2 separate regions of the Mus musculus genome follow, and region 2 is linked to region 1. A link is a contact called in public ChIA-PET data. All regions are on one chromosome and are shown on one strand. The core of a region is the stretch at or near the end of the contact, and the rest is flanking DNA. Distances in the headings are between cores, read along the strand shown.

The links. ChIA-PET counts read pairs in DNA pulled down with a chosen protein or histone mark.
Region 2: an RNA polymerase II ChIA-PET map of memory CD8 T cells shows a contact between it and region 1, with 7 read pairs. The contact joins the enhancer-like site here to the promoter of AI413582 in region 1. A contact is called at or near these places in 2 of 39 promoter capture datasets (the 3T3-L1 cell line and cranial neural crest), 1 of 484 Hi-C or Micro-C datasets (CD8 T cells), 3 of 115 datasets of contacts at active chromatin or transcription factors (bone marrow-derived macrophages, embryonic stem cells and memory CD8 T cells) and 1 of 9 other capture datasets (adipose tissue).

Annotation. Positions count from the first base shown.
Region 1 is chr17:27,564,095-27,568,156 of GRCm38.p6, forward strand. AI413582 (expressed sequence AI413582) reads right to left here and starts at 1,633. Exons shown (of 5, transcript NM_001002895.2): 1 at 1,566-1,633; 2 at 468-656; 3 at 291-316; 4 at 55-160. The coding sequence starts at 578.
Region 2 is chr17:27,995,803-27,999,892 of GRCm38.p6, forward strand. It overlaps Anks1 (ankyrin repeat and SAM domain containing 1), which reads left to right. Exons shown (of 25, transcript NM_181413.4): 11 at 132-252. Among named protein-coding and RNA genes, the nearest start is that of Gm35290, 9.4 kb to the right of the region's middle. Within about 2 kb of position 1,594, at least 38 of the 459 cell types and tissues checked have an H3K27ac peak or open chromatin away from gene starts, as enhancers often do. A contact at or near this core is called in CD8 T cells and memory CD8 T cells, where this site is marked.

The DNA of each region.
Region 1 (4,062 bases), core at 383-2,882:
GTGAGGAACTGGCCTCCTGTTGCAACGTGGTTCTTAGCCAGAAATGTAGCTCACCTTGGGGTCTCCCACATCAGAGAGCAGCTCCTGCTCAGCTTCCTGGAGTTCTTCTGCAGGGTCATAGCTATACATGGGAAGCAGATGATGGCGAAGCCGGTCCACCCTGGGAGCGGGAGCACAGGAACCTCAGCCCCGCACTATCCGGTGTCTCCTCCCCTCAAACCACTGGGCCAGAAAGGAACCCATTTCTGCTAGGGTAAAGGGTATTAGTACCAGGGAGTTAGGGCACTCACCGCTTTTTCTTCTGCACATACATTACCTGTAACAGAGACACGTACTATGGGGCTGGGGAGGCGAGCACTGCCCAGTCTCAAGACCCACTTCCACACCCTTAATAACAGCCGAGATGCTGTGGCCACCAAACCAGGCCCACCCAGCAGCCACCCCAGGCAAGTCTGAGGATTCCTTACCACGGCCACCACCACCCCGACCAGGGTGATGAGGAAGAAAGGCCCCAGCACATAGCCCACCATAGAGTCGCTGTTGGCCTGGGGGGCATTGGGCACTGTCGTGTTACTCATGACATCAGTAGCCAGATGGCTGAATGGATGGACTGCATGGGCAGTGGTGGCCTCGGGAGGGCGCCTCCTCTGGGCTCCCTGGGGAGGAGGAAGGGAGGATATCAGCTGTACCTGTGGTGACAAGCAGGTCTGGAAATCCCGGAAAACTTAAAGCCAAACACTAATGACCCCGAGGTAACCAGACAGGCCCAGATCCCATCCAGGCTTGGTTCCGGCCCAGCGTCTTACAAACAAGAGGGTGTGGCTTAGCTTGGATGCCTGGTAGACATTTGCAGGTATCAACTGCTTGGGGAAGGTTAGGTGCAGGTGCACGGCTAAATGGAGAGAAAGAAATAGCTGGGCCTTCACTGCGGTGGAGGGGTGAGTTAGGATCATGTGAAGGGGTTCTGGTTCCGTTCCCCCACGGTATGAAGGAGCCACAGGCCTGCATCCTTGTCCCTGGTGTAATCCTATCCACGGTCCTCAGCATCGCTCTCAGGTACGAGTGTGGACATTGTGTACAGATGGACAGTATCTAATCTAGATGAGGTCACCTGCCTCTAGTACACCCGGGGCTCCGCCTATGTCCCTACCCTCTCGGCCAGGGCTGACAGGCAGAGGTGGAGAGGGTCGCCCCCATCGACAGAAACGCGATCATCCTCGGGCGGCAGCACTGAGATGGCTCAAGTTCCTGTCCCAGACTCTCAGAGAGAGGAAGAGGTACTGGCTGACTGCCTCATGTCCATGGGTCAGTTTTGCCAGTTCCCAGTTGCGAGCTCCCCGTCTCAGGCCGAGGGGGGCGAACCAGAACCGAAAAGGTATGAGGCCACTCTTAGGATGCTGCTGGCCCGCCTGGGTGGGCAGATGGTTCCCAGCTGCGGGGAGGATCGGGGGTATTGGGGAGGGGATATCGAGGGGCCGATGCCCGCCTAGATACCTTGGGACCCCGGCACCCCAAGCTGCTCCGTGCGGGCGCGCTGCTGCCCATCCAACCCGGCCATGCCTTACCTCCCGCCGTGCAGCCCTGACAGCAACACCTTGGGTTGGCCCCGGCCCCGGAAGAGTCCTCCAGCGCGTGATCAAAGGAGCGGGAGAGAAGGCGGGGCCTTGGCGCCCCAGTCCAGCATGGTGGCCAATCCGGATGCGGGTGGGCGGGCCGGACGGGGTCCTGCAGCGTCCACGCCGCGGCAGCAGGGGGCGACCGAGGGCCGCGCAGCGGGAAGGTTGCGGGACGGCGCGCTTTCCCGGCTGCACACGGGCGGGCGGGGCCAGTGGTCACCGCAGGATCCTGGCGACTGGTTGTCCGCGGGTAGAGGCGGTGGCCGAGGGCCTCATTCCTTTCTGTCCCCGCGTCTTCAAAGCAGGTTGCCGTGAAACTGAAATGATGGTGTGGGACTGGAGCCCAGCACATCCCTGTGGCCCGAATGCTAAGCTCATTGAAGCACTTTCCCCACTGTGCGATGAGGGGAAGCACAGATGGAGCAGCGGGGTCACTTGCTTGAGTCAGGGGCAGCTCAGTAAGCCTGTGTCCAAGCTGTGATCGTCTGATTATTAAAGTTACTTAGACTGGACAACTCTGAGTAAGAAGATCACGTTTGGGGGGGAGAGATAGATCAGCGGTTAAGAGCACTTAATTACTCTTACTGAGGACTCAGGTTAGGTTCCCAACACCCACGAGGTGGCTCACAACCATTTCCAGAGGATGCAATACCCTCTTCTGTGCCCCGAGAACACTAGGCAAAGCAGGTGATACCGGCAAAGCACATATCAACACGGGATGCAACAAAATTTATTTATTTAGTCCGTGACTAAGTCTCATGGCGATCATCCTTGCAGGCTTGGAACTCTCTGTGCGTCTGTGTGTGAGCCTCCTGGATGCTAAAATAGGCATGTATCACCATGCTGGGGGACAGAGCCCCCTCCCTCTTTCTCTTGTATCCCTGACATCTTGAATTCCTGATTCTCCTACCTTCAGGTCACCTCCTAAATGCTGGGATCCTGGGCTTCCCAAATGGTAGCCAAGCGTTCTACCAACAGCGCTACCTCTTTCTCCCTCCCACCCTCCCACCGTTTCTCCTCCTCTCCCCTCTCTCCCTCCTCCTCACCTCCACCCACCTCTTCTTTCTACTGCCAGAGTGTTGAGATTAAAGGCCCGTTCGTCACACCAGCAGGACATATAATCACAGCATGGAACCTACACTTACTCTGAGTGGGCATTATAGTTTATGCATACATACCTATAGTCCTGCCCCAGGCCTCTTCTCCCCCTGCCTAGGTTGAAAGCCATCTAACATTGGTGGTACTGAAGCAAAGCCTCCTGAGTCAATCAGATGGTAATCAGGACAAGGGACAGCCTAGGTGCCCTATTCTTGCACAGAAACCCCAAGGGGCAGATGTGAGGTACCCTGAGCTAGCCCCCCTTGCTACTTCCTGCCTGCCATGTGGTTATGAGTGAGTTCCTCTGTCTGGCCCTGCCTGGATTGCCTCAGACCTTTCTGGAGAAGGATAATTGACAGCAGGTCAGGTGCAGAGGTAGACCCAACAGGGAAGCATGGCCGATGGGAACCTTGACAAACTTCGTCCTCAGACAGCACCACCTGACTGGGGGTAGGATGGGGAGAGGGAAAGAATCAATGAAACCCCTCAGCCTGGAGGTTGCAGGGGCATCCGCTGTCACCTTCAGCAAAGAGACGAGACACCTTAGGCTGTAGACCTTCAAGGATGTCGGAGATTTTAGAAGTGGGGCTCCTTCCTCCGTTGTCCAGATCCCCAGCTTGTGTTTGTTGTCGGGACTTTTGCAGTTTAACTTTTCTTTTCTCTAGACTTCTCTGCTTCCACCTCCGGAGTTCTATGACAGCTGTGCGCTACAAGGTATCCAGCATGTCTGGAAGGCTAGTTCATGTATTCAAAGGGCCAGGGTCTCGGGGGCCTGGCCTCAATCCTAGAACAGAAACTCTGATAAGCTAGGAAGGGCAGGGAGCAGCCTGAGGCCCCAGGCAGTGTGACAGCCAGCATCTTGTGAAGGACAGGGAACATGGTGGGTACGGGGTCTCTTCCTGGATGCTCTGGGCTGGCAGCTGTTCCAGAGCTGCATTTATCATTTTACATTCAGATTTTTTGGGTTTTGTGTTGTGTCTTGGTTAAGGTGTCTATTGCCGTGATGAAACACCACAACCAAGGAGCGAATTGGGCAGGAAAGGGTTTTCATAGCATTGTCATCAGAGGAAGTCAAGAGAGGAACCCCAATGGGGCAGGAAGCTGGAGGCAGGAGCTGAGGCTGCGGCCATGGAGGGGTGCTGCTTACTGGCTTACCCCTCACCATGGCTTTCTCAGCCTGATTTCTTAGAGAACTCAGGACCACCAGCACAGGGATGACGCCACTCACAGTGGGCTGAGCCCTCCCCCATCAATCATTAATGAAGAAAATGGCCAAACGGCTTGCCTACAACCTGATCGTATGGAGGCATCTTCATGACAGAGGCCCTCTCCTTTCAGATGACTTTAG
Region 2 (4,090 bases), core at 344-2,843, 430 kb after region 1:
TTTATGGTCTGCGTCTCAGCCTCATGCACTGGACATGAAGTTTCCAGAATGTCAACCTCTAGGCAAGAATCAGAGCTTTGTCATGTGCCACCTGCCTCTGTCCAACATGTCTGGCTATTTCTGTCTCCTAGGGCCTGGCTGTGAGACCCAGGATTCAGAGTAGTGCTCCCCAGGAAGAGGAGGAGCACCCATATGAGCTGCTGCTCACGGCAGAAACCAAGAAGCTGGGGACCACAGACGGGAGGACTGAAGGTATGCCTACCCCACTCCCACAGCACAGGAAGGAATGCGCTGCAGGGACGGTCAGGCCCCCTGTGCTCGGTCTCCTTCAATACCCGGACTCCATGCCCTTGAATGGATGAAGATGCAGCCCTCCCTCACGTGTAGCAGGGCAGGTGAGAGTACCCAGGTGACAGCTGAGGTCACCTAAGTGACAGCTGTGTGAACAGAATCCAGGACAGCAGCACCTGTATGGAGACTAGCTGGAGCCTGTCGTGCTAGCTAGCAGGCTAGGTTGTTTGGGTCCATGATGGGCTCTGAGTCCTGAGCAGGCTAGGTTGTTAGGGTCATGATGGGCTCTCCCTGTAACCGTAGTGCTTTGGCACCTCGGCCTGCTTGTGCTTCTGGATGTATGTTCTAGCCCTGCAGAGGGAGTGAGCAAGGGCGCCAGGCAGGCTGGAGGTGGTGTCTGCAGAGCCTGCCTCTCCCAGCTCCCTGTAGCTATGGTGCCCTCCACTGTGCATGCCTCGTGCCTCCTGTTGGCTGTTAGCTGGCCATAAATAGAGAGAGATCACAGGCCTGTGCCACCACACCCCACTGACAACTTCTTTATTGAATGTGCCTCTCTCAGTTTATGGCCATCTTTATAGTGGCTTTGAGATCTTAATTATTTTGGAGAAGTTCAATTTGTCCTTTCTTTTTTAATGGCTTTTTAAAGTTCATAATGTCATAAGTCGTGTGTGTGTGTGTGTGTGTGTGCATATATGTGCATGAATGGGTGTGGGGTGTGCCTGTTTCTACATGTACATGCAACATGTAGGTTTGGTTGCAGAGACTAGAGGTTGGTGTCAAGCAGCTTCCTCAGTTGTTTTCAATTTATTGATTTATTTTCTTGCCAGGATGCTCTGAAACTTGTACTCTGACCAGGCTGGCCTGGAGCACACAGACATCCACCTGCCTCTGCCTGGCTTAAGTTCTGATTAAAGGCCTGTGCCCTTAGGGCTGTTGGACCTTACATTTTGAGACAAGGGCTACGTTCTCCCACCCCTGGCTGGTGCTATAGCTACATATACCACACTTGGCATTTTCTAGGTAGCTGATCTAAATTGTAACTCGGGTCTTGTGCTCAGAACAGGCACATCACTCACTCTCCAGCCCCAGAGGTATTTTTTTTCTATACTTCCTTCTAGAAATTTTGTATCTCTGAGTTCTGTACTTGAGGTGTGTTCCATGTAGAGGAGTTTTAAGTGTGCATCTCCAGCCGTATGGCCTTCGAGGAACCCCTTTCCTTCATTGCACTGCCTTGGTGAGACTGCTGTTGTTCCACAAGCATCTTGAGCATCCGGCCCTTTGGTCTCGCTGTTTCCTCTCAGAACTGAGATGATGATTTCTACCCACGCTCGCTCGCACTGGGTCTGTGTGTGGGCTGGTGCAGACGCCCACGGCTCAGGAAGTCCGTCCTGCGGGAGCATTCTAAATGTAGAGCAGGCAAGGCTCTGGTGCCTGCTCTAGAGTCTGAAACCACAGGAGCCGTGCATAGTTATCCACACCTGTAATCCCAGTGCTCTGGAGACAGGAAGGGGGGTTATGGAGACAGGCAGGGGGATTACTGTGACGTCCAGAGTTGAAAGTTGTGTGGGGCTACAGTGTGAACCCCTTTCTAAAAGGATCGTGGGAATTAACTTTGGTGAAACAGGCCTGTGCATTTGAATTTGGTGCTTCTTGAAGAAGGAGGGCGATTCTTTTAGGGGCTTCCTGTAGAGTGACCACACATAGCCAGCTCAGAGGGTGACAGAGGGGCTAATCCTGGCTGCCAGATGTCCTTGTGGAAGCTCTTCTGTCCCAAGCTCAAGAATTCTCCCAGCTCCTGAGAGCTTTGAAAGAAGACTTAGAGTCTCACGCCTGCCCCTCTGCTCCTTGCTGTTCTGTCCTGTGTGTGTGCACCCAGCCTACAGGCTAGCCCTTTGTCGTGGCCTACGGCCTACAAGCTAGCCCAGGCTAGCCCTTTGGCCTGGCTTACTAGAACTTTCAGACAAGGCAGTGAGGCATTAACTCAGTATTTTCTCAGAAGCCCTGCATGTTCTCTCAGGGAGCAGAAACCACCAGCCCAGAAGTGAGCAGCAGTGGCCTGCAGTGCTACTGGATAATTCCTTTCTCCTTTTCCATTCATGTCATCTCTGTATGCAGCTTTTATGAACTGACTGATCTGTTTTCCAAGGGTTATGTTTATGTCAGCATTGATGAGACAGAGTTTGGGCCTGTAGTGTGGGCTGGAAGGGGAGACGCTTTTGGATTGTCTTGTTAATTATACTGGTATATACTCACTAAAAAGGAAAACAACAACAACAACAACAACAACAAAAACAAACATTGCAGAAATAGAGATGGTATGCTAAGGCTTTGTCTGTCTTTGTTCTGAGCTGTGTAAACATGGCCCCTGCCTGCCATTGCTACCTTCATGAAGTAGTGGCCCTGAGATAGTCATGCTTCGCTTAACCCAGTGTGGAATCGCATGTGACAAGCCACCTTGAGACTCCGCCTTTTGTACAGCACTTGTCTTGGTTCTTAAGTGTCAGCCAGTTCTTCCTCTGGCACTGCTGAAGATCCTCTCTCTCAGCTCCATTGTCAGCTATGCTGCTGCAGGCATGCTGTTTGTATGTGAGTGCGCGCGCACACACACACACACACACCCCTCCAGGACTGCACTCACCCCACAATGCACTGTCACAGTGATGCTAACAGCATAGACTGTGTAGACAGTGGGCTGTAGAGACGGCCCAGCCACGGTTAAGACACCACACTGCTCCAGCAGAGAACCCAGGTCTGCCCCTGACACCCACATCAGTCTGCTCACAGCCATTTTATCCAGTCCAGAGACACAGGACCCTCTTCTGTCCTTTTTGGGCACCTGCAAAAAACAAATCTTTTTTTTTGTTTGTTTGTTTTTTTGTTTTTTCGTGACAGGGTTTCTCTGTATAGTCCTGGCTGTCCTGGACCTCACTTTGTAGACCAGGCTGGCCTCGAACTCAGAAATCCGCCTGCCTCTGCCTCCCGAGTGCTGGGATTAAAGGCGTTCTGATGACACCACCTGGCTGATAACAAGAATTTCTAATCCCTGTACCAGGGAGGTAGGAACACGAGGACCTTCCAGCTTTCCTAGCCCAATGCTAAAACCCTGGGCTCAGTAAGAGACCCAGTCTCACGGGACCTGAGCTGTACATACATGTACACATGCTTGCAGTGTGAAAGGCACACAAACATGTGCTTAGAAAACAAAACTGGCCGGGCAGTGGTGGCGCACACCTTTAATCCCAGAACTGGGGAGGCAGAGGCAGGTGGATTTCTGAGTTCAAGGCCAGCCTGGTCTACTACAGAGAAACCCTGTCTCGAAAAACATACACACACACACACACACACACACACACACACACACACACACAAAATAACAACCAAAACTGGGAAATGCCTTCACGTCTGAAGATGTGCACTCCTGCTTATTTAGTCTCTGGCATGCCTATGGTTTTGTGGCTGGTGTTTTGTTTTTGTCAATTTTCTTTTTCACAATTAATTTTCTTTTTTAAAATTAATGGTGTCTGCCTGAGGTAGTGCATGCGACGGTAGTCCCTGTTATTTGGAGAGCAGAGGCCAGAGGGTCTTTTAAGTCTGGGAGTTGAAGAGCATCTCAGATGTTACACTGTGATGTGGCAGACAGGTGGCCCTGAGAGGGGAGGCTGGGAGGTGAGCAGCAGGTGAGTAGAGATAAAGCGCCTGCGAAGCTCCCTCGCTGTGCCCGTGGCCGCCAGCCTCCTTGTAGCTGCTACACTGTATCTGAAGGGGGAGAGGAGCAGCCAGCCTCCTTGTAGCTGCTACA